Regions from separate parts of the Mus musculus genome. Here regions 2, 3, 4 and 5 are each linked to region 1. A link is a contact called in public promoter capture Hi-C data. All regions are on one chromosome and are shown on one strand. Each heading gives the region's core, a stretch centred on a gene start, on an enhancer-like site or on the middle of the called end of the contact. The rest is flanking DNA. Distances are from core to core; before and after follow the strand shown.

Region 1 (6,359 bases), core at 1,394-3,893:
AATCACTTAAAGGTTTGTTTGTTTGTTTGTTTTTAGTGAGTCGATTGCACCAGATACAAATACTTCTCAAAACAGCCATTATCAATAGCTTCTTGTTAACAAGTTTGGTGCTGTTCTTAGAATCATACAACTTTATCTTCCTCCTCCACTTTCTGCTTTATGAACACTTAATGTGCCACAGCACTGCAATTGCCTATACTGAAAGGACCCCAGAACCATTCCTAACTGCAAATGTCCCCAGGTTCATTAAATGCGTGTGTCAGCTCTCTAACTCCTGTCTGCTCTGCAGGCTGACACAGCCTCCCTTCCACACTGGGGGGCCTCTGCCAGGGAAGCTGTCTGTAAAACAATCATTGGGAGGGGAGCAAGTGTTTTTATACTACAAAGCTGACTTACCTCTACACTTGTCAACTTTCATTAAACAGAGCAGGCAGTGCCAAATGACTCAAATTTAGATAACTGTGAGAAGTAAGAGGGTGGGACATGGTAAACGCTACAGAAAATGCCCCGTGAGTTCCAGGCAAGATCTTACAAGAAAGGGTAAACGGTAAGTGGTGACTCTTGAACACTACTGTCCTTAGGGGCTCCTAACAGGCTACAGCCCCAGTGTACGTTCAAAGTCGGCGGTCCATTCCTTTCTACATACAGGGAAAACAATCTTGAACTTCTTGTCTTGTTTTGCCTGTTGTATTTTTCTGTTGTTTAAAAAAAAAAAGAAAAGAAAAGAAAAGAAGAAAAGAAGATCTTGTGTCCTTACACTCAAAAAGAGCATGCGAAAGTGGAAACTCGCCTCATCAAAGTCTCCACTGGTACACGTGGCCCGAATCACCTAAGAGGTGGCCTGGAGAAAGCTGGTACACGCGTGCCTTTCCAGAACACTAAACTCGACCCACTGGCCCCAGCAAATGACGCAGCCCAGCAGTTTACCCAGGTGCCAGAAGAGAGTGGGGAGGCAGCCCGGTAGCCAGGGAGACCAAAGGAAGCAGTTGCCAGAGAAATGCGTTCATCAGAGTCGGGCCTGGAGGCCGCGGTGGGGGATGGGGCGGCCTGAGGCTGGCAGCCCCAGGCTATTCCAGGTCTCCGGTGCTTCCGACATTTCCACAGGCTTAATTCTATCTGAGGGCAGGGCAGAGTCAGCCTGCAAGGCACAAAGTGCCACTACAGAGCACGGTGCTAACTAACGCCTGCGAGGCTGCACAGAACGAGGCTGCATAGGACCCTGGAGCCCAGGTGCTCCGTGCTTTCTGGTGTTGCGGGCCACTTTGCAGGAACCGTGGCCTTGCAGAGCCCCCTGGAAATGAGGCTCGTGACCGTGAGAGGCTGGAACCGCACAGCAACCCACACGGGTGGCCTGCGCTGCCCACCGAGGACGCTCTTTGCTGACATGGGTCCCCCTGCCTAGGCATGGGCCTCCCCCCACACACACCCCGTTGCGTCTAGGCCCCCAGTGAAGCAGCCTTGTCAGCCCTACCCGCCCAGCGTCCAGCCTCCGCTCCCCCAAACCAGAGGTCAGGGCTGGAGGCCACGCGAGCCCATCTGCAACCCGACACCCCCGAATTTGGACACCTGGCCTTGCTGGCTGAGAAACGCTGAGCGACACCCTCGAGGCCACATGAGTGCGTCCCGCCAGGCCGCCCGAGTGAGGCAAGCGGACGCCGCCGAGGACTAGCTGGCTTCCCGCCTGCGCCCCCTCGCGGGCTGCTCAACTCCTCCTCCCCTCCGGGCCCGCGCCCCCCAGCCCCGCGAGGCTCCCGGGGACAGCCCTCGAAGCCCGGTCACACGCACGTGCGACCTCACCTGGCCCGGTCCACCCTCGGGGCTAGGGCTCCGGGAGCAATCGAACGTGTGAAGCCACGTGACTTCCCCGGGCTTGGAAAGAGCGCGGCCCGCACGAGGGGCCCGAGACCTCGGCTTTAAAGGAGCCATGTCAGCGCCGTCGTGGCGCGTCTCCCCCTGCGCCGCCCCAGCCTGAGGGGGTCTCCGCGGCTCGCTGCTGCGCCGCCCGCAGCGAGCCGCCAGCCCCTGCCTCCTGCGGGACGCCAAGGCGACTCTCGGGGAGAGAGAGAGAAGGAAAGAGAGAGACGGGAGCCGCGGGCACCGCCGGCCAGCCGGCCGGCCGCTCGAGCTCTCCCGTGCGACGGCTGCGGAAAAAGGAAGTGTTGGCGTCCGGGCGCCCGTCCGCGCGGCCGGCTCCTGTCTGGACGTATGTTCGAGGCCACCGAGAGTTGTGCAAGTGCAGCTCCGAGGCCCCGGCGGTCGCCCCCGAAGGGCCGCGGCGCCTTTAAGCCCAAAGGCCTGAGTCACGAGGAAGCTCCCTGCCCCTCCCCGCGCGCCCCACACCGCTCCACGAGGCCCACGACCGCGGGCATGTGACCGGCGCCCCGCCCGGGACGCTAACCCGGGCGGCGGTGAGGGGGCCCTGTGAAGTGGCGAGACTGCGCGCGGACCGTTAGCCGAGGCGGCCGGCGGGGACAGCAGCCCCGCCCGGCCCGGCCCCGCCCCGCCCCGGCGGCTCTTACCAGAGAGAAAGCCATGGGGTCCGGCGTGGCCCTAAGGGACTGGCGGGCGGGCGGGCGCGCGGGCCGGCGGGTCTGTGCGGCGCGGGACGCGCACACACGTGGGCACTATTTTTGCAGCGAGCAGCGCACGACTCCGCACCCCGGCGGCTTATAAAGCTCCGCGGCGCTGGCCTGACGAGGAGCACCTGTGTCGGCCCCGCCCGGCCTCGTCCCCGCCCCCGCCCCCTGCGCTCCTTCCTGCCGTCCAGACCCGCGCTCCGCCGCCCACCCTGGGCCTGGGGGTCCGAACGGGGGGTGGGGGTTAGTTCTGAGGCTCGAGCCAAGACAGACCACCACTGCCTCCCCGGAGCCCGAGGGGGCTCAGGCCTGAGCAAGTCCCTCGCCCGGTGACCCTGACCATTTCACTCTCCCGCGGGCCTCAGTTTCCCTACAGATTTACAAGACCCTGGGATGCCCCGCTGCGCCGGTGACGTGCGCCCCCCCCCCAAAAAAACGTATAACCACGCCTCTCCTTTGCTAGTGACCTCTCGGGTGGAAGCCCCGGTGGCACCGAACCCAGCCCCTCCACCCATCCCCACCTGCAGCAGACACGCCCTCACTTCAGACCGACTGCCACTGCATCTGGAGCGAGCTGGAACCCGGAGCGCAGGCGTCAGGGGATTCGGGAAAGTTCCGAAAACAGCAGTGATCCTCTTCGGATTGCAGTTCCCCAGGGAAACCGCTCCCGACGCTCCCTCCAGAATGACAGGACGCTTTACTGACAAAATTCGGGGCAAGAGATCAGGGTGAGCGAAGCTGTTGTTCCGAGAGGCGTCATGGGCCAGCTAGGGCTGGACCAGACCGGAAGCCCAAGCGAGCGCAGAGGCGGAGATGGCATTCCGGGCTGCAGACCAGGGAAGGCGGAGAGGGAGGAATGCACTGAGAGGCTCAATCTGACTAAGACCAGCTAATGCGTGTTGGTGCCACAGGAGGGAAGCCCGAGCCCAGTTTCTGAAGGGCTTTTATTCTGCAGCTAGCTGGAAACTAGAGGAAAGGTGAACAAGCTTGGAAGTTGCCAGGTCTCTTTTAAGGTGTTGCTGGAGAGTTGGAGGTGGGAAATAAGCCACTAGGTTGGTTAAGAAAGAGAACAGAGCTTATTGAACATTTCTAAGTGTTTTATATGTTATACTTTTTATTCAGCGCGTATTATACTCAAGGTTCCTCCTGACAGGTGAAGAAGCTGTTACCAACTTGCTGGCAGGTTTGTGAGGCAGGAACGTATAAGCTTCTGCCCAGGGTATTAAGAAAGGAAGCCTACGGTCCTAGCCTAGTGTGTTTGGAGAAGGTGGGGAAGAGGACAGATGCTGGAGTTAAAGTGCAGAGGGAGCTGAATGACAGCTGGCTAGTCTCCATTCTGTGGTCGTTCCCAAGGGTTACTGAAGTCCTAAGCAGAAAGGGTGGTTACAGTATGGAGAACCCATCCCCTTAGGAGCAGCCCAACCCCCATCTTGGCAGCATAGGCCTGATAAATCAAACCTAGTATTTCTTGCTTCTCTTCTCTTCCTATTCTGAGAGGTGCCACACTTAGATGCCTACAACATGGGAACTGTAAGTGAGGGTGTATGAGATGCTCTGAAGACCCAAGGCATATCTGGAAAGACCGATGGCATCTATGACTAAGACATCCATGGTGGCTTAGGCCCATAACTGCAATACTATCACAGATGAGGCAGAAGGAGGGGTGCCTTGCATCCGAAGGCAGTTAGGAACTACAGTCTGAAGGAAGTCTACCTCAAGGAAATAAATTAATTAATTAACTAATTAATTAAATGGAAGGAATAGGTTAGCCGATAGGCATCAGAAACCTCTAAAATATCTCATCTTAAGGTCGCCATGTACCTTAGTAGCTGCCAATTTGTGATCCTTCACATCCAGTCCTCCCTGACCCAAAGTTAAACAAGATAAGAATCTAAGACTTGAAATGGCACCTGAGGGCCTATGGGAATGGATACCTGAAAAAATATAAAGTTTCAAGCTCCCAGCCTATAAGAAAGTAACTTTGAACACAGATTTCTGCTGCTAAATCACCGTCCCTAAACCTAGCCAAAGGCAGGAGGAGTGGAGTATTTTCTGGGCATTCAAGCGTGTACTTCTCACACTTCTAAATGCTTTGCTTGTTAACTCATAGGTAAAGAGGCTGCTGTTCAAAGAAGGAACATGCTTGGCTTCAGCTGTTTGGGAGACTGAGGCAGGAGGGAGGATTGCAAATTTAAAGCCAGCCTGTGAGGACAACTTAGTAAGCCTGTGTGCCCCTACCCTACATTCCCTCACCACACCCCCAGACTCAAGAGTAGAGTTGGGAATATAATCAATAGGTGTGCTTGTCTAGTACATACAAGACTCCAGGGTCAACCCCCAGTATACTACAAAAGAAGGCAATTAAGTGACTTCCTCAAGGACCCCTTGCCAACAGGGGCAAATGGAGAACTCAGACCTGTCGTTTTCTGTTTTCATAGTCTGATGAGAGTAAAACCTTTGGCATCTCCAGCTTCCTTTCATATTTTACATCTATTATTTATTTGTGTGATATGGATACAAGTGGAGGTCAGAAGACACTCGCAGCTCTCTCCTTCTACTCTGTGGGTCATGGGGCTTGAGCTCAGGTCATCAAGCTTGGTAGCAAATGTCTTTACCTGGTGAACCATCTTGCCCTGCCTCACCCCACCCATTTTTTGAACTGACTGAGTCCTTGATCCTCCTACCGGGTGTATGTGTGTGGTATACATGTCTATATGTGCAAGTGCATGCACATACACACACAGAGTAATGAATTTTTTAAAGTCCAGAGGATCAGCCTCACTTTTATCATATATAAATGTAAAATTGAAATAGGTTAAATATATAAATGTGAAAAGTTGTTTTTGGAATTTTAAAGAAGAATATAGGAGAACATCTTTTTTAATTTGTTAAAGTCTAGACTCACAACCAAAAATATTTTAATTTGTTGTTTTGGTTTTTTGAGGCAGGGTCTCACCATGTAGCCCAGGATAGTCTTGAACTGAGACTCTCTTGCATTTACCTCCTAAGGTAAAACTCATAGGGTTATAAGTCTATGCTATGTGGCCTAGAAGGAGACATTTTTATTGCCTCAGCCCATAGACAAATTCTTCAAATTATAAACAATAATAAAAAATGAAAATGATAAATTTGATCACACTATAGTTTAAAGCTTTATGAAAAATATTTAAAGCTGGAAATAATATCAAGGTCTTCAAAGATCTAAGATAGTTTGGATATCTAAGAACTTCTATTCTCCACAATGCAGTCAATAAAATATGTTCTGTGAGCAAAATTTCCCAAGATCAATAAATAACTGTGTATGTGTGCTGTGTGTATTTATGTGCACATGAGCATGTGTGTTCATGCAGAGGCATGAAATTGACACTGGATGTCTTCTTCCATGGCTCTACCACCACTTCCCCTTTTAAAATTGTGTCTTAGTGAAACTGGAGGTCACTTTTTGGCTAGTCTGGCTAACCAATGAGTCCCTGGGATCCTGGGGTTGGGTTTCTGTGTGGGTGCTGGGGATTCAAGCCCATGTAGCAAGCCAAAGCTATTTCCCAATCTTTCTGTGTTGATAGTTCTTAGAAATTTGCCCCTATTCTCTATCAAAGCTGATTCAGAGGTAAAAATGAGTCTGAGTCCAGCATTCAAGTGGCTCTCAATTGGTGGATCAATCTCAGACAAAACAGTGATAAAAACAGAACTCCTGAGGGGGGAGAATCCAGGGCCCCCAAGCTCTCCTGAAGTCAGCAGCTCCAGCTGCTGTCTGGTGCCACAGTGCCTGGCGAATCCCCAGAG
Region 2 (6,359 bases), core at 1,972-4,471, 1.6 Mb before region 1:
TTAGTTTGTGTCATGTTAACACAAGCTATACAGCACAAGGATGTTGGGGGGATGGCTGCAAATGGGTTGCAAGCATGAAGACCTGAGAACCACATCCAGGAGGCCATAACAGTTCTGAGGAGAAGACAGAATCTGCTTCCAGCATGCTGTTCTGGGAAGGACGGTCAGTCAACAAGCCTCTCAGGGCTGCTGTGGCCTATCGACATGGCTTGAGTATGTCACCACACATTCCTGAGTTAGAGTTTGGTTCTGTCTATGGCAATGTTGAGGTGATACCGAAACGGATTCTGTTTGGCATCTACTTATAATGCCAGCACTTGAGAGACTGAGGCAGAATCAATCCCAAGTTCAAAGCCAACCTGGGCTCTATGCATGAAGATGGTGGGGACTTTTAAGAGATATTGGAGGTGGCTGGGTTGTCCTTAATAGGATATGTTCTCACAGAGCCCACATCAGTTCCTACCAGAGACAGCTGTTACAAAAAGGGCAAAATTGCCAAGAGTGGTGGTTGGCGCAGGCCTTTAATCCCACTTGGGAGGCAGAGGCAGAGATGGGCAGATCCCAGTGTTCATGGCCAGCCTGATCTACATAATGAGACCCTGTCTAGTTGGGGGGGGGGCATTTTAAAAAATAAATTAGCTTTTAGAAAAAAAAATAACAGGAAAAAGAGGAGTTTGTTTTGTTGTTTGGCTTTCAGCACTGGGGATAAAACCCAGGTTCTGGCACATGCTAGGCAAGTGGTCGACCCTTGAGCTCCCTCTCAACCCCAGGAGGTGGGAATTAAAATGCAGGGAATCTCCCAGCAAATGAAGCAATGAGCTAAATCAAGAGATGTAAATGGAGAAAATAGAACTCATGTGGAAATTCAATTCAAACACAGAGTGAGAGGTCTAGTTCACAAAAAGAAAAAGAAAAAACAAGAAAGAAAAGGCTGAACGTGGTGATACACACCTTTAGGTCTACACAGAAAGTTCCAGGACGCCTGGAACATTCCAGAACATAACAGAGAGACCTTGCCTCAAAAAAGAGAAGAAATTAATGTCTTGCAGCTCTGGGGGCTGGGACACTCCAAAGCACAATGCCGACATCCAGACTCACCCATGGCAGAAGCCAGCACATGCCAAGGCCGAGTGAGCACATGTGACAGCTTGCCTCTTTGAGAGTAGAGCCCTCATGGCCCGTCACTGCCCAAGGGCTCTCCTGCCCTTGGCACTGCTGAGCTGGGGCATAGGAGTTCCCGGGGATTGACCCAAAGCCTAGTAAGTACGGTGCACTTCCCAAAGAGACCTGAGTTCATGAGTTCACATGGCTACAGCGGCTGAGCTGGACCAAGGGCAACCACCCAGGGCGGTCACTCTGAAGAGTCACAGGGCCTTTAGTCACAGACCTGTCAGGTTTCCATCTCTCACAGTGAAATGTTTATTTGGTTATGTAATTAAGTTAATTTTTTAAGTGATAACATTTACAAAGCACTGTTTACTCCAGGCTGTGCCAGTGAAGTCCATTCTTGAAAACTACTTTTTTGTTTGTTTGTTTGTTTGTTTGTTTTAGAAAACAGTGTTTCTCTGTGTAGCCCAAGCTGTCCTGAAACTTGCTCTGTAGACCAGGCTGGCTTCGAGCTCACAGATTTGCCTACCTCTGACTTCCTAGTGCTGGGAGGTTTCTTGAAAACTTTTTAAAATTTTATTTATTTATTTATTTATTTATAAATAATAAATGCTCTCATGCATGTACGTACACCACATGTGCCTGTTGGATCCACTAGAATTGAGGTTACTGATGGTTGTGAGCCAACATGTGGATGCTGGGACTTGAACCCAGGTCCTTTGCAAGAGCAACAAGTGCTCTTAACCACTGAGCCATCTCTCCAGTCCTCTAAAGTATTCTTGTCACACTCACCTTGACTGATATTTTAGATTACTTTACCCTTCTGCTCAAAAGTCAAAGAGGCTCCCCGTGGCCTTGAGAGTAAAACCAACTCAGCCTGGTTCCAGACGTGCCTGGCCCTCCCACCTCCAGGCCTTTCCCTTCTGGAAATGTTCTCTGTGTCCCCTCTCCCTAATGAAACAATGCTCTTGGTTCAAGACCCAGCTGGACCTGCTCAGCCTCGGTGGCTAAGGCCTGACTGCGCCAAAAGCTCATTTAACCCTTAGCTTTCTGTCCTGGAGATGATGCAGGGTATGGGTGCCTTGTTTCAGTTGCAGTTGATGCTCAGGAGAGCCTGTCCTTGGCTTTTATTACCTCAGCTGTTTCTCACAGAAGTTCTGGGAGCAGATGCCATACTTAGCTGTTTTGCTAATCAGGACAAGCTCAGGCAGGTTAAGGGCCCTGCATATAATAAGCAAATGTGTGCCCATAAACACTTTGAAATGTTAGTGCCTGGGTTTGATTTGTTTTAGTTTTTTGAGACAGGGTTTCATGTAGCCCAGGCTGGCCTCAAACTTTCTATGGACTTGAACTCCTCATCCTCTGGCCTCTACCTCCCAAGGGCTTGGACTATAGCCATGAGTGGTCACCGGTGGCAGTACTGGGTTTATTTGTTTGATTGATTTTCTTTTCTGGAACAAGTTCTTGATGGGTACAGGTTGACCTCACCTCCCTCCAATTCTCCTGCCTCAGTCTCCCAAGTGCTAAATTACGGGTATATGGACCACACCTGTATCAGTCCCTTCTTTATAAAGTGTAGGCACAATGAAAGCCCATAGCAAGCAATTTCAGGATTAATCCAGGGAGGGCTGGAAGTCATTCTGTGCAGCAATTCCTACTGAGATGAGCTCAAAGAAATTAGGTGGCTTCAAGGTGACACAAAGCTTCAAGTTGGCTTTGGCATCCACCTCCTTCCATTTCCACTTCCCAGCCTGGAACCCTCCAGGCTGCTGGGTTCCATTTTTAGTGGGTACAGATACTGTGGTCAGTGAGAGTTTCTAAGTGTATACAGCAAATTGGCTAATGGGGGAACCTGAGGAAGCCCCACTGTGCTGGTCGGAACCAGCACAGGCATAGCCCATTAAAGGCTAATGATGAAGGGTGGCCACTCTGTAAGTGAACCAGAGGCACGGGATAGACATCCAGGTACCCAGCAGCCATCTACCGTGGTGGTGGGTTCGGGTGTATTCACCCTGCAGTAGCAGGGCGGAGTGAAGGTGGGGGCTCGGTGAGAAGCTTAGCAACTCCATCCAGATGCGAATTGTCTCTCCCACACTTCCCGGCAGCAGGGGCCTCCATTAGAGCCTTCGAGGGGTCAGAATCCACACCTCTGCAAATGGGCCCGCTTTCCCAGGGCCCCCCTGCCCAGACCTTCCCTGGGCTCTGTGGGTTTTGACACCTCTCTGCAACCTGGCAGGGGACCACCTCACACCTTTAGTCCAGATAAAAGCTAGGACCTGGAGGTGACCGGTCCAGCTTCCCAGAGTCACACCAGCCATGGCCCAGTCGCCTCCTCCTCAGAGCCTCCAGGGTCTCGACCACTGGGTCTTCTCCCAGGGCTGGGGCTGGGCTCAGCAATCGGACTCCACGTCTCCGGCCTCGTCCTCAGATTCGTCCGGTTCCTGCCCTTGCTACGCCACCCGTCGGCCCTCGCAGCCCGCCGGCCCGGCCCGTAGCACGCGCACTACCCAGGCGACGGCGCCCCGACGAACGCGCCCAGCGCCCGCAGGCGGACAGCGGCAGAGCGCCAGCGAGCGCGAGAAGCTGCGCATGCGCACACTCGCCCGCGCGCTGCAAGAACTGCGCCGCTTCCTGCCGCCGTCGGTGGCACCTGCAGGCCAGAGCCTGACCAAGATCGAGACGCTGCGCCTGGCCATCCGCTACATCGGCCACCTGTCAGCCCTGCTGGGCCTCAGCGAGGACAGTCTGCGGCGCAGGCGCCGACGGAGTGCGGACGCGGCGTTCTCTCACCGATGCCCTCAATGCCCCGACGGTGGCAGCCCCTCACAGGCTCAGATGCTTGGTCCTAGCCTGGGATCAGCCATGAGTAGTGGGGTGTCCTGGGGGTGCCCGCCTGCTTGTCCTGGACCTCTGATCTCACCTGAAAACCTTGGGAACAGGATCTCCAACGTGGATCCCTGGGTGACACCTCCTTATTGTCCCCAAATACAGTCACCCTTACACCAGTCCCTAGAAAGAGCCGCTGACTCCTCTCCCTGGGCACCACCTCAAGCATGTCCTGGCATGCAGATGTCCCCAGAGCCTAGGAACAAGACTGGACACTGGACACAATCCACTGAACCTGCAGAGCTGACTAAAGTGTATCAGGTAGGTCCTAGGACCCCTGCCATTTTCATGGCTTCATTTGGAACTAAAGTGGACGGTCTCTCGTTTGTACAGGGTCTCCTACTCATCAGGTCCCAGGTTATCCAATGAAGGGATAGATGGAAATAGCCTTATTTACACCTGTAGGAGAAGAGATGAGGCCCCGGGAAGTTATAGCCACTGCCATAATTGCCACCTTTGCTGTGCAACAGTCACCACAGCTTGGTGAAGAGAGGATGGCCCTCGGATTTACACAGAGGCCAGGGTGGAAGGCGAGGGCCTTCACTAGCTGGAAATTCTAAGTTCAGTACATGAGTGAGGCCCAGGGGTATTGGCAGCACCTCCTAAATAGATCCTTCTGGAAGTGGTGACCTGAGTGTTTTCTTTGAGATGCGTTCATCCATAAATGACTTGTGGCCCATAAAAGATTATAGTGATGACTGGGTTTTACCAAGCACTCTCTGGTTGCTTTGTACTTTCCCTGTATCCGATTATACAGCTCTATGATGCGTTATGATGCTAATACAGCACCCCATTTTACAGGTGGGAAAACTGACATGAAGAAACTTCTCATAGCAGAGCTAGGATTTGAAGGTTGGCAGTGGGTCCCCAGAACCAGGATTCTTGATTTCTATGGTCCACTGTATGAGTTCCCCTGAGGCTATGCAGGCAGCACCAGCTACACTGGGGAACCAGCTACACTGGGGAAAGAGCCAGGTTTGAAATCTCCAGTCAGTGACCATGTCATACAACCCCCCTATTTCTCTTGCAGAGTCTTTCTGTGTCTCCAGAACCCTGCCTGTCCCTGGGAAGCCCACTTCTCCTGCCCCGCCCATCATGCCAGAGACTACAGCCTCAGCCTCAGCCTCAGCCTCAGTGGGGCTGCTGGGGCCACGATGCAGAGGTGCTCTCCACCTCTGAGGATCAGGGTTCCAGCCCTGCCCTCCAGCTTCCTGTGGCCAGCCCCACCCCCAGCTCAGGCCTGCAGCTCAGTGGCTGTCCTGAACTTTGGCAGGAAGACCTGGAAGGACCCCCACTGAATATTTTCTACTAATATGGCCTTACCTGCACCCTGCGGTGTGGATTTGGGCTGCCTTGGAAGTGCCTTTATCTGCCTCTTCTGTGACATTTTGAGGTCTGCTTAGCTATGGCCCCCCTTTCCCAGATGACCCCTTTCATGGAAACGGTGTCTGGGGCAGATAAACATTGGGTACCTTCACTGTTTTGAGGGGGGCTGAGACAAGACACCCCCGCTTCTAGGTATCTTCTAGAGCAGTGATTCTCAACCTTGCTAATGCTGTGACCCTTTAATACATACAGTTCCTCATGGTGTGGTGACCCCCCCCAACCATAAAATTATCTTATTGCTACTTCATAACTGTAATTTTGCTACTGTTATAAATCATAATGTAAATCTCTGTGTTTTCTGGTAGTTTTAGGTAACCCCTGTGAGAGGGTCGTTCCATACTCCACCCCCCAGGGGTCACAACCTACAGGTTGAGAACTACTATTCTAAAGGCTCAGCACTCTGCAGAGCACAGGCTGAGCTGCTCTGAGTACGGGGTGGCCTGAGTGTGGAGGACAAAGGAGGTCCATGTCCTGCTTGCTGGAGACAGCTGGCCAGAATCGTATATGCTGGTTTTATAACTGTTTTATTATTAAAGAGAAGAAAACCAACAAAAACTTGTTTGCTTCTGATTTTTCTTAAATTGACATATGTTTCCTTGCCTTTTTTTAAAGGGAAAAGTTTTTCTGTTGAGCAGATAAGAAATCTGCCACTCCAGCCCTTCTGCAATCTAAGCCTGCCAAGGTTGATGTGGGCCCCAGCTTGTCACTTTGACAATGTTTGCTGTACCTGGCTGGGCACAGGGGCCAGGAGCTGCACCTGGCCTGCAGTGATAGGTGGTTGTCTTAGTCAGGGTTTCTTTTCCTGGACAAAACATCATAACCAAGAAGCAAGTTGGGCAGGAAAGAGTTTATTCGGCTTACACTTCCTTCCATACTGCTGTTCATCACCAAGGAAGTCAGGACTGGAACTCAAGCAGGTCAGGAAGCAGGAGCTGATGCAGAGGCCATGGAGGGATGTTATTTACTGGCTTGCTTCTCCT
Region 3 (6,359 bases), core at 1,319-3,818, 1.2 Mb before region 1:
GCTGGAAATAAAGCAGCCACAGAAGACTGGGTACGTCAGCCACTTGGGTTGGTGGACCACAGCACAGAGCACATGGCTGGACCACCTCTATTCCTCAGTGCAGCGGTCACCAAGCAGGTTAAGATGGTGTGAGGTCAGGCCAAGGTCAACATAAAGTATGAAGCACTATGGGCTTAGGCCTTTAAAACAAACAAACTTATTTATTGTAATGGTGCTAGAGAGTGAATCACCCAGCCTGGTTTTTAAGTGACTTATCCCGTTGGTTTGTTTTCTAAACAGGATTTTGTTGGTATGTTCCTTTTAACCCTTTGTGAAGAGTAGGGTAACAAATTCAAGAAAGTAAGAAGAAAGAATCAAGTGTTATTTTTACCATTCTGCAGAAAGGATGCCAACATAGGGTAAAGGCAAAAATAGCTAACATGCTGCTTTGGTGCCAGATGATATTTTTAAACTGATGATGAGAAAGTCCTGCCCTCTATCCCCATAGGCTGTTTGGGATTCACAGTCGAGCATAACCTCATCCTATTGTGTTAAGAGGCAAGACCTTTTAATATAAGTAGTTTGAGGCTTGAGGCTGTTCTCCGTTTTGTAGCTAATTTTTAAATTATAATTAATTTTTTTGAGATAGGGTCACTATATAGCACCAGCTGTACAGCAACTATGTAGACCAGGCTGGTCCTGAAGTCACAGAGATCCTGCCTCTTGTCTACCCAGTGCTGGGTCTGGCTGTCGCCATTCTTGGTTATTCTGGATTCTTTTCACCCTTCTCCACCCCTTTCCTACCCTTTCCACCCCTGAACACTAGATAAGAGAAAAAAAGGATAGGAGAAGAAAGAGACCCCTGAATAAAATCAGGGTTCAGAAAGGGGCAACATTATCATTAGACTACTTCCTGCTGATTAGGGGTGATGAGTTCCTTGGAGCAAGTTTGATCTTCTCAGCCAGGATATCTAATTTCTTCACCCATGACTAAACAAATTGCAACCAACAACCCATCATGCCTCTTGGGGCCCTAGCATTTATACCCTCTGAAAAGACACCAGAATTCCAAATGTCACACACAAACTATCTGCAGCTGGCAAAGTCATGCCCTTGCCAGAGCACAAGGCAAATCATGGTTGATGCGAACCATCTGAAGCAGCCTCATATCCCACACCTGGGATTAGAACGAAAACGTGTTCTTATATTTCCATTAAAAAAAAAAAACCAAAATTCCAAAATTTTTACTATACCTGGCCTCAATATATTTCCTATACCTTAAGTCTCACCTCTCACATCTTTTCCTCTTTGCTAGTTATTTTTAGAAGCTGGGTCATTTGTCCCAGGTGAGTTTCTGCTTTGAGGGAGTGGGAGTTGGGGAGGCAGGGAAGGGGTTGGCCAGAGGTTGGGGTGGAGTCCTTGCTAGCTCTCCAGCTAACCTTTTGAGTCAGGGTTTTCTGATGAACCCAGAGCCAGGTGATTAGGTTAGTCTAGCTAGACAGCTTGCCTGAGGGATCCCCAGCCTCTGACTTTGGAGTGCTGAAGTTACTGAGCTGATGTCACACCCCCTTAGCATGTTTGTGGGTGCTGGGGATCCAAACTCTAGTCTCCACCCTTTCATTCACTGAGCTGTACCCCAGCTTCCCTCAACTTTCTGTGGAGACCAGAGTAGCCGAGAACTCCTGATCCCTCTCTCTGCTTCGAAGGGTTGGGTTTACAGACACCCACCAAGATGACAGACTGCCTTTGTTTTCTTTCTTTTTTAAACAACAAAGTATTATACCTCACCCTTTCTCCCATTATTTCATTTATTGATTTCCCCAGTCAGCTCCTATCTGCAATAGACAGCATGGCCTACATATTGTGACCTTGTTTCATAAACAAATTCTATGTAAACAACACTATATAGATGTGTTTCTGTGTTTTTGCTTGTTTTTGATTTTTGTTTTGGTTTTTCTAGACAGGGTTTCTCTGTGTGGTCCTGGTAGTCCAGGAGCGCACTCTGTAGGACAGGCTGGCCTCAAACTTAGAGATTCACCTTCCTCTGCCTCCCAATGGCTGGGATTAAAGGCGTGCACCACTACCAGCTGACTACTTCTGTATTTTGCCTCTTTAATTTGTACAGTTGTTTTGTAGCATGATTGTGCCACAAGCTTATTCATTTCTTCCATAATGGCCATTAACAAATCGAACTCCAATAGCCAAGGGTTACAGCTGGCAAGCCTTAACTTTCATAGTCTAACACATTCATTCCTCTTTACACTGCTCGCTTACCTTCTATTACCAGGAAGCTAAGGACTGAATAGTTGGAGACTAAATTAACAGCTGAGACTCCAGCAATCAGCGCTCTGTAGACTAGGTTTCTCTCTCTCTCTCTCTCTCTCTCTCTCACACACACACACACACACACACACACTGTGCTCTGCAGACTAGGTTTCAAACACACACACCGCTCACATTCACACAAAGTAAACCTGTGAAAAGATTCACTCCCGTTTTCAAATGTCCCTTCCCGGCCGCCGTCCCCTTCTAGTGCTCTAATCGCTAACTGGGAGACCCGGACTTCCGGGATGTCTAGGAAGTGGCTTTTCTCTGGGTAGGAGGCGGGGTTCCCCGGCACGCTGCCGAGTGTGCGGATGTCGTTGGGAATCCTGCTGACAGGCTGAGTGGACTCGGGCGGGACCAGTGACTATAGGTCTCCAAGGAGAGTCGCCTGAGCCTGTGGCCGTCCGTCCGGGAGGTGGTCGGTCATTCATCCGTCGAGTACGGCAGAGGAGCGAGGGCCCCTTGGGGGTCCTGGGATCCAGAGCCCAGGCAAGCGGGGTACCAGCCTGCAGTAACACCTTGGGCTGTCGCCGGCCTTTGCAGAACAGGGAGAATTCTGCTGCTCTCACACGGTGGCTCAGGTGACCGCTGCCATGGCTTTTCCCCATCGGCTGGACGCCCCTGAGCTTCCCGACTTCTCTATGCTCAAGAGGCTGGCTCGGGACCAGCTCATCTATCTGCTAGAACAGGTCAGTGCCTGCCGTGGCCGGCGCCTTTACTGCGTCAACAGTGTGGCCCTCAATGTGACTTCTTCCTTGCTGAGTCCCTTGGTTTTTTTTCTTTGAGCTTCTGAGACAGATCCAAAATGGGGCGGTCAACAGGAAAAACCAGAGTAGTAACAGTTGCTTGAGACCTGGCCAGAGAATAAATGGAAATTGCCAGCCTCTGTGCAAATGAAAAAGACACACTTGTGCCAGGCATCACTGGAGATGGAAATACAGTTGAAATACCTCTGTCACTAGTTACATTCCAGGAGATGCCCTATGAAATAATGACCCCTAAAGGGTGCTGGATGGTAAGTGAATTCTAGACTTCCGGAAAAGTTTAGAATAAACAACAGCTGGGGCGATCTAAGAGTTTCCTGAGATCTAGAGTTTGAAGAATAGACATGCTTTCTCTGGAGCAGGAACATCGTGCACATTCAGGCAGTTGGGCTGCTAGATGGGAAGCCTAGCAGGGAAGGACCGGTGCATGAGCAGAGGAAAGAGCTAACAGAAGTTACACTGTAGGTTGGAAATAAAGTTCAGTGGTTAGACAATTGCCCAGGCAGGGTTCTCGGTTTCATCCATTGTTCCCCATGGGAAAGAAAGGGTGGTCGTACACACCTTTAATCCCAGTGCATTCATTCCTTCACAGGCAGAGGCAGGCAGATCTCTGAGTTTGAGGCCAGCCTGATCTACAGAGTGAGTTCCAGGACAGCCAGGGCTACATAGAAAAACCCTGTCTTGAAAAACAAACAAACAACAAAAATCAAACCCAAACAAACAAATTACACAGCAGGCTGAAGACCCACACCCATTTGTAGTGTGAAGCAATGTTTGCCATAGTGGTTTGTAACGAAGAGCAATTGGACAGCAGGCTAGTTCAGAGAATACTGATTAAAGTAGTAAAAGCTTACAAAAAACTGATGGCAGTAGAAAGGAGAGAAATGATGGGGTTTGGTTGTTGGTTTTGTTTCTTTAGGTCGTACTATGTAGCCCAGGGTATCCTCTGGCAAAACCTCTGATTCAGCCTTCCCAAGTGCTAGCATTACAGGAATTTGCCAGCACACCTGACTTGTGATAGATTTATAAATTACAGTGAAAGAACATTCAGAGATATTGATTAGTTGTAAATATTGAGGAAGTACCAAAGTTGACTTAGTCTGTGTTATTAGGACAGTAGTGTTGCTACTGTCATTGTAATGGTTTGCTTATTGTTATGGTTTGCTTATTGTTCATGGAAGCCTCTCAGGTATAGGAATAGTGTGTGTTCTGCCCAGCATCAAGTACTGAGCTGAGAATCAGCCACATAGCAGGTGCTTAATGAAAAATTGTTGTGCCAACATTGAACGAAACTGAAAAGCACACACGTGTAAGTCAAATGCATGTAGACACAAAATGCGCGTGGGCACACACACACACAGAGGAAGAGGCTAAGTGAAGAAAGTTGATTAATTTGGAGTTGAAGTCAAGTTAAAGTGCTAATAGTTAGGGGCTATGGGTGTTCCTCACTGTATAGTTCCATTTCTCTCCTTTGGAACCCTAGGTTCTAGCCGAGAGAGAGAGAGAGAGAGAGAGAGAGAGAGAGAGAGAGAGAGAGAGAGAGAGAGAGAACCTTAGGGGACACAGGACCGTATGGTATTTCTCCTTTGTATGTCCCATAATGCTAGCGTAGAGATTTGCACATGAAAGTGTTTCAAAAAGTATGTGGAGAATGGCAAGATAAGTGCTGGAGAGTAGTAGAGACTAAGATAGAACCTTATTAGTGGAGAGTATTGCGGCAGAAGAGACACCACAAGGTCAAGGTCATAAGGACTCTGGGCACTATTACCTTCCCCATACTAATTTCTGTTTTGTTTTTTTTTTTCTTTTTGTCTGTGCATGTGGCATGTAGGCATGCGTGTTCACATGTGTACATGTTCACATGTGTACATGCATGTAGGCATGCTTGTTCACATGTATATGGGTATGTGTATACACATGTGCCCATGTGTTGGGAGGTCCAAGGTTGGCAATGGTAGTCTTTCTGCATCATTGTCTACCTTATTTGCTGGGGCAAGTTTTCTCAGTGGAACCTAGAACTTGCTGATCCAGACTAGTCTAGCCTGGCAGCTTGCTGGAGGGATCCTTCCTCTGACTGGAGAGTGCTGGAAGTACAAGTGGCCCAACATGTCCACCCGCTGTTTCCATGGGTGCTGGAATCTGAAGTCCAATCTTTACACTTTCACAGCAAATACTTCATCACTGAGCCACTTAGCCCTGGTTTATCTTTTAATGAACACTGCTATTCAAGCTTGATAGATCAAAGTCATAATGGACTGTCATTTCCCTTATACTTAACTTATGCTGCGTCCTGTGGGTACTTCATCATACATGGCTTTAAAAATAACACTCATACACTCTAGAAAGTATAGGGGAAACAATATTAAGACAAAACATAGCCAAATACTGGGATTAAATGTGGTGGCACACACATTTAATTCCAGTATTTGGGAGGCAGAAGCAGATGGATTTCTGATTTCGAGGCCAGCCTGGTCTACAGATCAAGTTCCAGGACAGTCAGGACTACTCAGAGAAACATTGCCACCAAAAAAACCAAAACCAAAACAAACAAACAAACAAACAAACAAACCACCAAACCCTTTCTGTGATGCCAGCATCTCCAGTGTCAACACTGCTGATGCCCTTCCAGTATGAAAACCATTTCTTGTGACGCAGTGAGATGACTTGGTAAGTAAGGGTGCTTGCTGTACGTGCAAGCCTGTTCACTTGAGTTCAGTTCCTGGAACTCACACGAAGGTGGAAGGAGACAATCTACTCCACAGTGTTTAACTTCTGCACAGCATACCAGGGCACACATGTTCACATACACGCATCATGCACACACATAACCACATTTCATGTTTGTCTTCCTCTGTTTTGTTCCCAGTGTCCACGCTTTCTTGCTTGGTCTGCACTATTACCTTTTCAAATGAGCCCCTACCTTCCGTTTCTCATCTCTTCACTTATCTTACCAATAGCTGTCCATTCCATCTAAACTTCCTGGCTGATTTGTGCTGTAGTATACAAAAGCTTCCTGTTCCCCTTCTTCCTTAAAGGATCAAGTCCAAAAACCCTACCTATTGGTCAGTTCCAGTCAACTGTTTCAAACCTATTTCCCACCATTTCTTTTGCACCAATATTATTAATTCTTGGCACTGCAGACATGCTGTGTGCAGTAATATCATATTGTAGGGCCTGTCCTGTACAGTGTGGATGGCTTAGCAGCATTCAAACCTCTATGCATTAGTTGCCAATATCTCCCTACACTCTGTTCCAGATAACCCAAAATGTGTCCTGCATTGCCAGATGTCC
Region 4 (6,359 bases), core at 2,458-4,957, 1.2 Mb before region 1:
TTTTTTTTCGAGACAGGGTTTCTCTGTGTAGCCCTGGCTGTCATGGAACTCACTTTGTGGACCAGGCTGGCCTCGAACTCAGAAATCCGCCTGCCTCTGCCTCCCAAGTGCTAGGATTAAAGGCGTGTGCCACCACTGCCCAGCCAACAACTGATAGTTTTATTTTCTATTTTTCTCCTCACTTGTTGGGGACAGGCAGGTCCAGATGTGTCTATGCCCAGATGTATCTGTGCCTGTAGCCCTGCATTCTGATCCTGGGGCACTGAGGCGCTGTGGGAGTGGTGGGCTTGGCCTGTTGGGACCTGAGGTCTATTTAGTCACTTCTGCTACTTCTCTTGACTCTTAGGGTACAGATTTATTTTTCTGACAACTGCTGTTACAAACAGTGCTCGCCTCATGGAAGCCATGAGTGAGGTGAAATCCTGATGTTTTCCTGGCCAGTGCTGAAGTATTTCCTGATTGTGGATCCCAGTGAGATGCTGGTGTTTGGCATCTACCTTCTACGATTCCTGTCACACACACACACACACACACACACACACACACACACACACACATATACACATACACACACACACATACACACACACACACACACACACACACACACACACCCCAGCTACACTTAATACTCAGAGCTGGGAACTTTGGAACTAATTTTGGGGGAGAGAATTCATGTCCTATCCTCCAGGATACTCCTCTTGCTTATAAATTGTATATAGTTCATGCTGCTAAGATATGAGGGGAGAGGTATTCTTTGCAAATCCTGTTTGAATATTATTGTAAATAAAGCCTCTGTTCTCTCTCTCTCTCTCTTTGTTTTTTGTTTGTTTGTTTGTTTGTTTGTTTTCAAGACAGGGTTTCTCTGTATAGCCCTGACTGTCCTGGAACTTCCTCTGTAGAGTAGGCTGGCCTTGGACTCAGAAACTGCCTGCCTCTGCCTCCTGAGTGCTGGGATTAAAGTGGTTTTTAAACCACTGCTGGGCACCTCTGTTCTCAAATGCAATATCTTTGTAGTCCTAGACATACAATCTCCTTTTTTACATAGTGAGACTTTCCTGGGGGCTTCATGTGCTTCATGACCTGGACTTTCATTGTTTACTCTTGGAGGAGGTTTGGTCTGTTGCTACATATTGTAATGTTAAATTTTGTACCAGGAGTGAGTTCTCACATTTATCAACCTTTGTTGTACAAACCTTGCTCCTTAATTTAAAACTATTGGTTAAATAAAATGGAACAGCTAATTACTGGAAGGATTAGAGATAGGTGGGTTTTGAGTTACATGGTTGGAAGTTGCAACAAAGGAGAAAGAAAGGAGACAGAGGGAGGAGGAAGCCACTGTGAGGGAAGATGGACCATGAGCACAAGGCCAGGAGAAGCGGCAAGTGTCTGGGATACACCACTGGGGAGGTAGTGAGGCTAGCAGTTAGAAAAGTAGATTAGGGGTGACTGCCAGTAACTGTCATAGTCAAATAAAATAACCATAGCTGGGTCTCATTCTTACGTAAACTAGACAGGGATAAGATTAAAATAGTTCAACGATCCTGGGCCTACTCCGTTTTCCCTGGAGGGAGTCACTAACCTCCCGTGTATAGGAGGAGGAAGGCTGCAGTGGCCCACAGTGGTGCACACACGCCTTCCCATCCTAAGGTTCTGTGCTCCAGTACACTTCCAGAAGATAAATGTGTTACTGCTCTAACTTAAACAGACAGGTTTACTTGTTCCTTTTTTGAGACATGATCACTGGCTAGCCTAGACTTATGTAAACCAGGCTGGACTCGAAGTTATCATGATCCTCCTGCCTCTCACATGTTGTAATTACAGGTTTCTATTACTGTGCCTAGTAAATAAAATATTATGTTTTGTTTTCTAAAAGTAAGAAAAAAATCTTTCTGATGACAAACTCAATGACTTTCTATAATCCCAGCACATGGGAGGCTGAGGCAGGAAGATGACTGACAAGTTCAAGACCAGCTTGGGCTATGCAATGAGTTTCATGCCATCCTGGTGTACAGAATGACACCTTGTCTCAGAAAAAACAGGTGTGTCAGGGTGTGATAGCGCTTGGCTTGCTAGGGTGTGATAACCCTAGCACTCAACAAATAAACAGGCAAATAAACAAATATCTTTATAGTTGTAATTTTACTACTGTTATGAATCAAATATCTGTTATGTAGGATGTCTGCTATTCTACTCCTGTGATAGGGCTATTTGACACCCCCCCCCCCCCAAAGGGCTCAAGACCCACATTTTGAGAATCACAGCTTTGGATTCTACTTCCTAGACCCATGCAGTGGGAGGAGAAAACTGAATCTTTTAAGTTGCCCTCTATTCTCCACACATGACCACCCCATATACACACACAAATTTAATAAATGTATTTATCATAAAAAAGAGAAGCAAATAATGAGACTCTTATAGATGGTACAGTTGACCAATACAGAAAAGCAGACAATTTTAGTTATAATTCAGTATAAACTAGATTTTGTTTTATTTTGGGCCTATAGATGGAAGCTAGTGGTTTAAAAGCGCATTGCTAATCACCAGTGCTGTGGGTAACAAGGATACTCCAGGTAAAGTTTGGTGCAGAAGATAGGTTAATAAGTACCTCTTCGCAAAGGAGAATTCAATAATTACACTTCTACAAATCATTTTGGAGGAGGTAGCAAAAAAGAAATTCATCTCAGCTTTATTACAAATTTTAGTCTGAGTAGCAAAGGAGATACTCCCATAGCAGTGTATTAGGTAATAGTAAATCATTGAAAATGGGATACAGATGCTATGGGTCAGTGGGAAGAAAAGGACACACAAATACTTTGGTTGTTTTTTGTTTTTGTTTTTTGTTTGTTTGTTTGTTTGTTTTGGTTTTTCGAGACAGGGTTTCTCTGTGTAGCCCTGGCTGTCCTGGAACTCACTTTGCGGACCAGGCTGGCCTCGAACTCAGAAATCCGCCTGCCTCTGCCTCCCAAGTGCTGGTATTAAAGGCGTGCGCCACCACGCCCGGCTACACAAATACTTTGATGTCATGTTCAAATTGTGGAGTTTTCCTGATTTACCTAAATCTTATAATGTGCAAGAAAAACAAAGCCCAAATCACCATTTGCTCACAGCTAAATTGGGCAAGTCAGTTTTTTCCTGTAGCCCAAACTATTTCCCTGTCCTGTCTCTGCCGCCTACGTTCTGGAAAAGCTACTCAAATCTTTTTCTTCAGGATAGTGATGATCATTATTAACAGGTGTGTTCTAATGATTAAATGCGATAAACTTGTCCACTAAGGTACCAGGACCAAGAGCCTGGTTTTTTTTTCCTTCTAAGCTTTCCTGCTAGTCCCTGCTCCTCTTGGGACATTGGAGAGTAGCAAGAAGTCGAGCTGTTCTGGCAGTCTACCCAATACTTCTCAGGAAGCACAAAAATTTGAAACCCAACGGCAGCAACTCAGTGGGTACCGGTGACATCATCGGCCACACCCCTACACCCCACCCTTGAGGCGGGCATAGGTGCACGCATGCGCATATTGAGGCCCGCACGCTCCCCGTGCAAGCGCTTCCCACGCCCTAGGCGGTCTCTGTATCCCAGGCCTAGGCAGCAGCCCTTCGCAGGAGGGGCGGGACGAGGGCGGGGCTCCGTGAGTGGCGGACGCGGTAACCAATTGTCATTTGGCACCGCCTCTGGCTCGGTTTGAATTCCGCGGGGTCCAACGGCTCGAGAGTGGAGACGGACTCCGGGTGAAGTCTGCTGCGGCTGGTTACCGTTCTCCGTCCCGCGCGTGGCAAGTGGAGGGTCTCGATTCTGGACAGCTTGGAGCGTCCACCATGAGGAGAAGGTGCGGGTCTCTTAGGGGCGGGACCCATTACTGAGGTGCGGGTCTGGTACCAGGTTCGACAAGCTGGGTTCGCCGGTCTTCAGGCACCGATGTCTGTGGCTGGGGCGCTCGAAGCCGGCTCCGGAGGGCATCTGTGCCCGAGGCCACTAGCGGGGCGAGCAGCGGGGACAGCGCGGGGTTGACACGCTTCCTCGAGGCCGGGGTGGGTTTGTCTCAGGCCTGGCGTAGCTGGCGGCCGAGCTCAGGTGCCGCCGCAAGTCGCGGCTACTCGGCCTCTTCTCTGTGTAAACGCTGAGCATGTAATGGTGTGGGCTTCTCATCTCTTGAGTATAGTCTGTAATCGCATTGCTCGGGAGGCTAGAACAAAATCGATTCGAGTTTAGCCTAGGAGATGTAGTTTAAGACTAACCTGGGCTACGGAGTGAGACAGTACAAAAAGCCCTGAAGTTTTTTTAACCTTAAAGTTTTAAATGTATCGTTTTTTCTTCGTGTCTTACAGTTCCGCGTTTTTACTTGAGTTAGGAAGACGGCTTGAGCCGGCCAGTGGTGGCACACGCCTTTAATCCCACCACTTGGGAGGCGGAGGCAGGCGGATTTCTGAGTTCGAGGATAGCCAGGGCTACAGAGTGAGTTCCAGGACAGCCAGGGTTACACAGAGAAACCCTGTCACAAAAAAAAAAAAAAAAAAAAAAAAAAAAAAAAAAAAAAGAAAGAAAGAAAGAAAGGCTTTATTTCCTTGCAAGTTAACAAATTCGAATTCTTTTCCGGTCGTTTTAAGATTCCCAGGCGGGGTTAGAGAGATGGTTTAGCGGCTAAAAGCACTGATTGCTCTCCCAGAGGAGGTGGGTTCAATTTCCCAGCACTCACAAGGCAGCTCACAACTGTCTTTAACTCCAGTTCCAGGTGATTTTTGACACCCTCACATACAGACATACATCTAGGAAAAACACCGACGCACCTATGAAAATAAATAAAAAGAATCCTCTATTAAAAAGAAAATTCCCGGGCACTGCTTGGGAGTGCCCGATTGGAAATCCAATCAGAACTGACTCTTTGAGTAAAAGGCTGAATGCCGTTTTCGAATTTATAAAATAATTTTCTGCAACGAGTTGGGTGACAAGGCTTTGTAATTTCTAAGAATCTTGGTTTTGTGATTATAGATTTTGATCATTTTTTTTACCCCCAGATACTTGGCCTCAAGAGTCTGGGAATAGAATGAAAACAACTGACAAGTAGTATTGTGAAAAGAAATTGAGTACAAGGCTAAGGATTTCAGATATTCCCATCTGAATGACGTTATTCATTAAGCCCTTCTGGGGTTAATGGTGCATTATGAAGACTAGTAAAATCCTAACTTACACTGAATAGAAATTTGTATTCAGAGTATATTTGGATATGATTACCCTCACCTGTAATCTACAGATCTCAGGAGTTCAAGACAGGGAGTTCCAGACATCTGCAATATAAAGAGATCCTATTTCAAAATAGGAAAGCCAGACAGCTGGGTGAGGGGCACATCTATCCCCCCCACTGTCTTGGGAGGTAGAGGTGGGAGGTTCAAGGCCAGAGCAGCTTATAAGAGACCACGCCCCTCCCCCAAGAAAATAAAGTCTTCCAGTATGGCTTGTCCAAGTATTTTCTGCTTTTGTTTTGTTTTTTGTTTTGTTTTTCGAGACAGGGTTTCTCTGTGTAGCCCTGGCTGTCTTGGAACTCATTTTGTAGACCAGGCTGGCCTCAAACAGAAATCCACCTGCCTCTGCCTCCCAAGTGCTGGGATTAAAGGCATACGCCACCATGCCTGGCTATTTTCTGCTTTTTAAAAAACTTCTGAGACACACTTGTTGAGATTGCAGGAAGGCCACACCAATCCCTTGTCTTGGTTTCAGTCGGATTTGAGATCCTTGAATTTATGTCTCAATGTTGTATTTTAAAAAGATTTCTTTATTTTATTTATTAGGGTAGGGTGCTTTTAAAACAGGGTCTGTACACAGCTCTGGCTGCCCTGGAACTCCCTGTGTAGGCCAGGCTGGCCTCAACCCCAGAGATGCAGCTGCCCCTGCCTTCTGAGTACTTCTGAGTGTGGGGATTAAAGGAGTACACCACTATATGTGGTTCCTTTTTGGAGGGCTGGGATGGGGGAAGCACTAAGCCAGCTCAATTAATTATTTTCCTTTACCTGGGCGTGGTAGCGCACGCCTTTAATCCTAGCACTCGGAAGGCAGAGGCAGTCGTATTTCTGAGTTTGAGGCCAGCCTGGTCTACAAAGTGAGTTCCAGGATAGCCAGGGCTACACAGAGAAACCCTGTCTCGAAAAACAAAAAAACCAAAAAACAAAAAAAAAATTGTTTTCCTTTATGAGAAAAAGAATTAAACTCAAGTCCTCTGGGAGAGCAGCCAGTGCTCTTAACGTCTGAGCCATCTCCTCTCCAGCTCCATCCTCTTCATTTGTCCCTCATTCACAGTTATTCATTAAATGGGAAGGACAGGGCATAGTGGCACATACCTCTAACCCCTGTACAAGTGGCTCTCTGAGTTC
Region 5 (6,359 bases), core at 1,878-4,377, 1.1 Mb before region 1:
TGTCCCACCACTTGGCGAAGAAGGAGACTTCTGCCCAGAGAAAGCGCCGCCGGGGGTCTTCCTGCAGCTTGGACACCATGCTGTTGAGGATGTGCTGGGTCTGTTCCGTGTAGTACTTGTCAAAAGTCTTGATCCAGCCTGGGGGAGCCAACACAAGGTCCCCTCAATATGCCACATACTTCAGTCACACCCTCCTCATGCCTGCCATCTGAAAGCCCGCCCCACACCCTGCGGCAGCCGGGCCTACTGGCCCTTCACCTGGATCGTTGTGGGAGTGAGGCACCACAAACACTTGCAGGTCTTCAGTGTCCCAGTCATTTGGGCTGTAGGAGATGTCAAAGCCTTGCCTCCACACGCCACCCTCCACATTGTCAAACGGCAAATCCTCAGACACGGTTAACATCTGCCGGGGAGGAATGCAGCTCAGTGCCTGTCTGAGTGGGAGAGGGTCCCTGCCAGCTCCAACTCTTACCTGTAGTTCTGGCTTCTGACCCCGTCCCCCCAAAGCAAACTGGCAGTCCTGGGGGGAGACGGAGAAGAAGCTGGGCCGGGGCTCCGGGAGCACAGCCCAGGAACCGTTGGCGGTATGGTAGGGCAGCAGGGCTGGCGGGCCCTCCGCATTGGCTGTCAGTTCCAGTACAGAGTCCTTGATACGGCTTATGATGTCATGGTTTTCCTCCAGCAGTTGTTCCAGCTGTTCTATCCGGTTCTGTAGCACAGAGATTTGGCTCTGCAAAAAAAAAAAAAAAAAAAAAAAAAAACAAGAACAGAAAGGCATCATCACTCAGACCACGGAAGGCAAACATTTCCTCTCACATGCCCGTGCTCAGCGACCTACATGTTCCTCCTGTCTCAAGCACGGTGCTGAGGAGGACTGCGTTCAGCTTAATGGAAAAGCAATACGGTGGTCAATCAGCAGTGTCTGCCAGAAACTTAAGTCAGGCTATTATTACACAAGGCAAATTTCTTGTTCCCCTCCTCCCCCTTCTCCTCCTCCTCTTCCTCCTTCTCCTCCTCCTCCTCTCCCTCCTCCTTCAGCATTGCTGCTTTTCACTTCCTGTTACAGCCAGGAGCATAGCTCCGTGGTAGAGCATGTGTTTAGCATGCGCCAGTCCTTGGGCATCCATCTCCACAAGAAAGACAAATCTGCCTAGGAATGTCCCTGGGCTACAGCTACATAACTCAGTTGTAGATCGTTAGTGTTATATGCACGCATGCCCATGAGGAGGCTCTAGGTCCAATCTCTAAGACAATGGGGGTGGGGGGGTGCTCTTGTCCTGTGCTGACAAGACTCTCCTGAGCCCAGGTGACTTGCATTTGAAGAAGAGAACAAGGTGTGACTCACCCTGGGGAAGTTCCCACCATTCTGGTGTCTGGCAGGATCATGCTGCACTCGGTCCAGCATAAGGTACAGAGAAAAGACGGCCACACAGAAGATAGCAGCCCCACACACCGTCACCTGCTTTTTCAGCTTCATACTGACCCAGGAGGCACGTTCCTGGCAGGAGAGACACCACCTGTAGTTCTGGCATGCAAAACCCTTCTGTTGGTGTTCCTAACAAACGCTCTGTGGACTCCCAAGGAGAACCAACCTACTTGCTTGACTCTGGGTAAAAAAGCAAGTAAGCTTTCAAGTACCAAATCTTGGTTATGACTCCCAACACACAAGTAGCACATATATTTGGGGCTGGTCCTGTAGGAGAGGAGTTCTGATTCCCCTCAGCCCAAGCTATAGAAACCAGGATGTGGAGTGTGGGGGTGCAGTAGGTAAAGAGGCACTTGCAGGCAAGCCTGACAACCAAAGCGATTCATTTGATTCATATGGTGGAAGGTGAAAACCAACTACCACAAATTGTCCTCTGATTGCCGCATGTTTTCTGTGACGTACATGCACATAAATAAATGTAACACATTACAAACAAACAAACAGGGATAACAGAGCCCCAACTCTGACCCACACTTCATTACACAACCACTGATTGCAAACAGCTTGCTCAGGACTCTGAGAAGGCTCTCCCAAGCCACGTGTTTCCTCCCTTCAGATGTATACATAAATACAAGAGGTTTTATTTTGTTTGATTTAGGGGTACAATCACCAGCTGGAGAGACAGACAACCCCCCCACACACACACACTCACACCCTGCCTCCCCTGTGACCTCCTGGGGCTGACTGGAACTCAGCAGAAACAGTGCCTGGCCCAGATCCTATCTCAGAGAATACAGAATGGATTTCTTTTAAGAGAAAAAGAAATGCCCATGTTTCTAACGCAACCCAGTTCTAGGATTGTCCCCATCAGTACTGATTCCTGCTGTGCAAAACTTCCAGTCCTGGCTTCCAGAGTGCTTTAAAGGGACTCTTAGGAAGCTAGCGGCGAGACTGATAAAGTCCCCAGGGTAGCGGAAGCCAGGCACAGCGGCTCCGAAACGGGGCAACTCGAGACGACCCACAGTGCCTGCCGCCACCGCCCGCGAGTCCCCACTTGCCTGCCGGAGGAGGGAGGACGCTAGCTGCTGAACGCGCGTGGGCGGGACCGCTCTCTGGAGTCTGCTCTTCGGGCCCTGGTGCTGAAAAGCTCAGTCACCTCAGCCTGCGTCCTACTTAATGCGATCTGATTCCGCTCAGGAGCCTCCGGGCAATATTTTTAGTCCCTGGAGATTGGGTCCGGGCCAAAGAGGGCGGAGCTAGGGAGCAGGAGCTGGGTCACCGTGGGGCAATTACCTGCCGAGATGTAACCCCCCTCCTCCGGCCCGCCCAGCCCCCCTCCGGCCCTCGGGGCTCAACCGGCACCCGGGGGCCGCAACGCTCGCGGCCTGCAGGCTGGAGTCCTCGCCCACGCCCCGCCTGGCCCGTTACCGTACGCGGCCGGCCTCCGCGCCGCTCGGGACCCGGCCGGCCGAGCCGCCACTGCTCGCATCCCGGGGGACCGCGGCCCGCGCGCGGGCAGTTGCGCAGGCTAAGAGGGACGCCTGGCCACCCACCGCCCCTGCTCGGCCCCGCAGCCGCGCTCCCGCGGGGGCCAGGGCCGCTGCGCGCTCCCTGCGCTCGCCCCGCGCCTGTGCTCCCGCGCTCCCGCCTCCACGGGGCCGAGCGGTGCGCCCGGCAGGAGGAGGGGCGCGGGGGACCGCGCGCAGCGTCCCCTAGTGCCGGGTCCCGCCGCTGCCTCGCCCCCCGCCGGGTTCCGCAGCGCCCCCTGGCACCCGACTCGGTCGCCTCCCGCTGGGTCGGTGCCGGGGTCCGCTATGGCTGCGGGGCGGCTGTGCGCAGCCGTTGACCCGGCAGGGCGGGAGTGGCGGAACCCCAGCAAGGTCGCGCCACTGTTTCTTGTTGTGTTTTTGTTTTTTTTGTTTTTGTTTTTGTTTTTTCTCTTGGTCTTCCAAGAGTAAGATTTAGGCAGGAGCAGAAAGGGCAAAACCGTGCGGTGCTTCGTGGCCTCCCTGCCTGGCTCAATAGTGATGTTTCTTAGTCAAAGGAATAGTGCCTCCCTCTAGGTTTTGTGAGTTCCGGGTGGCTCTGGGTTTCCTGACACTAAGGGCGAAATGCATATCATCCGGTTAAAGGTTTATTGAGCATCCATGTTTCCAATTTACAGCGTAAGATACCATACTGCAATGAACATCTCCACAAATTCCACACTTTTCTTCCTTTTAAGATTAATATTTGGATGGATGTAGGAGCCCGTGCTTAGTCCCAGCACCTGGAAGGCAGAGGCAGGGAGATCTCTGAATTCGAGGCCAGTCTGTTTTACATTTTGAGTTCCGGGACAGCCATAGCTACTTGGGGGGGGGGGGGGGGGAGATTGCTTGCTAGATCGTAGTGGCACACACCTATAAATCCTCCTGTCTCAGATTGACACAAATTCGAAGCTATCTTGGACTACACATTTGCAATCCTGTTTCAAAAGAAAAAAAGATTGCTAAAATTACTGCCTGAAACTGAGCTGGCCCACTAAAAGTCCAGCTCTTGGGAAGTTGAGGCTAGAGGATCCCAGCAAACGGACACTAGCCTGGACTACGTAGCAAAACAAATATTACTCTCTGTTGTAGACTACCCCTAACCCCAGGTTCACATCTTGAAGTTCTGTCCCCAGATTTGACCATATCGGGAGGTGGGGCTTTGATAAGATTAAGATTAGCTCATGAAGGCAGAGCCCTTAGAAAGCAGATTATCCTGTCCTTATAAAAACATCCCAGAACCCAGGTCCTCAGCAGTCAAGAAACAGAGATAAGGCAGATCTTGGTGAGTCCCAGGCCAGCCTGGGCAGCATGGTGAGACCCTGTCTCAAAATAAAAATAATAGCAACCCAGAAGCCAGTGAGGTGGCTCAGTGGGTAAAGATGCCACCAAGCCTGATGACCTGAGTGTGATCTTCAGAGTCCACGTGGTGGAAGGAAAGACTCCTCTGATCTCCTACATATGTGCCACAGTGACTGCAAACACACACACACCACACACACACACAGAGAGAGAGAGAGAGAGAGAGAGAGAGAGAGAGAGAGAGAGAGAGAGAGAGAGAGAAGGAATCAAGCAGTTTGTAACTACAGTGGCCTCCAAGAAGGAAGAGAGCCTACATGCTACGGAAACAGGAAAAAGGGGTGGGGGAGCTGGACAGGTGGCTCAGTGGTTAGAGCACTGGCTGTTCTTCCAGAGGTCCCCAGTTCAATTTCCAGCAACCACACGGTGGCTCACAACCATCTGTAATGGAATCCAAGACCCTTTTCTAGTGTGCATGAAGACAGCTAAAGTGTATTCATATAAATAAATAAAAACTTAATTTTTTTAAAAAAGGGGGATATAAAAAGGCAGTAAGGTGTAGTCTTTTACAAAATGGGGATGAGGGGTGGGTCTTTCTCCAGTCTGCTGGCCTCCTCTGGCCTGGGAGAGAATCATAGTACACTTGTGGTCCAGCCTCACCATACAGCAATAGCAAGTACTCTGTCATAGCTGATTTCAATAGTGCTATCCCCCTGCAATCCAGCTTCTTGTGGATCCAGCTAAGAACAGTTTTCAGATGCATATTTAGGCAGAGGATGGTCTACTCTTCCTAGATACTGGTGGTGGTGTTTTGCTTTTATGTTTTGTCTTGAGACAGGGTCTTTCTGCATAGCCCTGACCAGCCTAGCACTCTCTCTATAGTCTAGGCAGGCCTTGTACTCTACTTAGAGATCTGCCTGCCTCTGCACTGGGATTAAAAGTATAGGCCACCATGTTCCCTCTTATCTGCACGTTTAAAGCCAGTTTAGTCTACATAATTAGTTTCAGGCCAGTTAGGGCTCTGCAGCAAAACTATCTCAACAAAACAAAACAAATGCTTAACAGAGCTTCCGTTTTCTGTGCATATGCAGACAGCTGTGTCAGACACAGAAAAAAAATCAGTCTACCCTCAAGGTGGTCTATCCACCGGAACTATCTGGGTTTAAGTGCCTACACCATATCTTCTGGGAATCTCTCGGCCACTTGGCTGTCCAGTTAGTGTCCAGAAATATTGGCTGAGTGTCTTTGGCCTTGTATCAGTTGTGGTCTTGAGTTTTCTCGTGTCAGTCCCGGGTGGCCTGCCACATCCCAGGTGACAGTAGCTTCGGTTTTTGCAGAGCACTATTAGTTCTGCCCAGCTGCTGTTGGCCATTGGCTTCCACGCACGCTTTTGATGGGAAGGTTCCTTAGCCTTGTCGGACCCGTGCTCCACTTACAGGCCACGGGGTTCTTCCTACACAAGGTGAGACTCGTGGCACCAGCACCAGGCTGCCAGCCTACCGGCGTCTCCTCATAAGTCAGTAAAAGGGTAGCAGGTGCTTTTCCGATTGATGCTTGCCAAGCCAAGCCGCAAAGCCCCCTCTTTGCCTGTTGCCTGAAGTTCCCTTTTCTATGCAAAATATCCAAGCCCTGGCTTCCAGCCACAGTTGCTTGCTGCACTCCGCCTGCTGTTTGGTTTGCTTGATCAGTCCTCCAACCAGGTCCAGGTTCCCAGGAGCCTCAATGTCCCAAGTATCTCAAATGAGCGGCCACGCGGGCCCTCTGTAAGAGTGGCAGAGCCTTTAGAGCCCTTAGAAAGCTGAGCTATCTCTCTAGCTTTGGTTTCCACTTTTAAATTTTCTGGGGTTTGAGACTTTGGCTGGCCTGAAACTCTCTATGCAGATCAGACGAGCCTTAAAGTCATAGAAATCCACCCACCCCTGTGTGTGTTTCAGGGTGGAGCACCAGCAGAGGCCAGAGGAACAGCTTACAGCTGTCCTTCCACCGTGTGTGTCCCAGGGATCCAACTCAGGTCACCAGGCTTCGTGGAACACACCTTCCCTCACTGATCCACTTTGCTGGCCCAAAGGGGCACTTTTTTGTTGGGGCCCTGCTTATAGATGGGTAAC

The links. Promoter capture Hi-C pulls out the DNA fragments that hold promoters and counts their contacts.
Region 2: a promoter capture Hi-C map of pre-B cells shows a contact between it and region 1, with 2.7 times the contacts expected there. The contact joins the promoter of Mesp2 here to the promoter of Cpeb1 in region 1.
Region 3: a promoter capture Hi-C map of liver shows a contact between it and region 1, with 4 times the contacts expected there. The contact joins the promoter of Vps33b here to the promoter of Cpeb1 in region 1. A contact is called at or near these places in 2 of 39 promoter capture datasets (both in liver) and 1 of 115 datasets of contacts at active chromatin or transcription factors (pancreatic cancer cells).
Region 4: a contact with region 1 is called in a promoter capture Hi-C map of liver, with 2.3 times the contacts expected there. The contact joins the promoter of Prc1 here to the promoter of Cpeb1 in region 1. A contact is called at or near these places in 2 of 39 promoter capture datasets (both in liver).
Region 5: a contact with region 1 is called in a promoter capture Hi-C map of liver, with 2.2 times the contacts expected there. The contact joins the promoter of Man2a2 here to the promoter of Cpeb1 in region 1. A contact is called at or near these places in 2 of 39 promoter capture datasets (hippocampal neurons and liver).

Annotation. Positions count from the first base shown.
Region 1 is chr7:81,452,115-81,458,473 of GRCm38.p6, forward strand. Cpeb1 (cytoplasmic polyadenylation element binding protein 1) reads right to left here and starts at 2,644. Exons shown (of 12, transcript NM_007755.5): 1 at 2,520-2,644. The coding sequence starts at 2,534.
Region 2 is chr7:79,807,506-79,813,864 of GRCm38.p6, forward strand. Mesp2 (mesoderm posterior 2) reads left to right here and starts at 3,222. Exons shown (of 2, transcript NM_008589.2): 1 at 3,222-4,254; 2 at 5,024-5,926. The coding sequence starts at 3,424. The coding sequence ends at 5,305.
Region 3 is chr7:80,267,087-80,273,445 of GRCm38.p6, forward strand. It overlaps Vps33b (vacuolar protein sorting 33B), which reads left to right and starts at 2,569. Exons shown (of 23, transcript NM_178070.4): 1 at 2,569-2,993. The coding sequence starts at 2,898.
Region 4 is chr7:80,290,769-80,297,127 of GRCm38.p6, forward strand. Prc1 (protein regulator of cytokinesis 1) reads left to right here and starts at 3,708. Exons shown (of 15, transcript NM_001374624.1): 1 at 3,708-3,823. The coding sequence starts at 3,813. Vps33b (vacuolar protein sorting 33B) reads left to right here. Exons shown (of 23, transcript NM_178070.4): 23 at 347-811. The coding sequence ends at 426. It also overlaps a transcript of Rccd1 not described here.
Region 5 is chr7:80,368,248-80,374,606 of GRCm38.p6, forward strand. Man2a2 (mannosidase 2, alpha 2) reads right to left here and starts at 3,128. Exons shown (of 24, transcript NM_172903.4): 1 at 2,855-3,128; 2 at 2,485-2,682; 3 at 1,346-1,498; 4 at 473-730; 5 at 259-403; 6 at 1-138. The coding sequence starts at 1,477.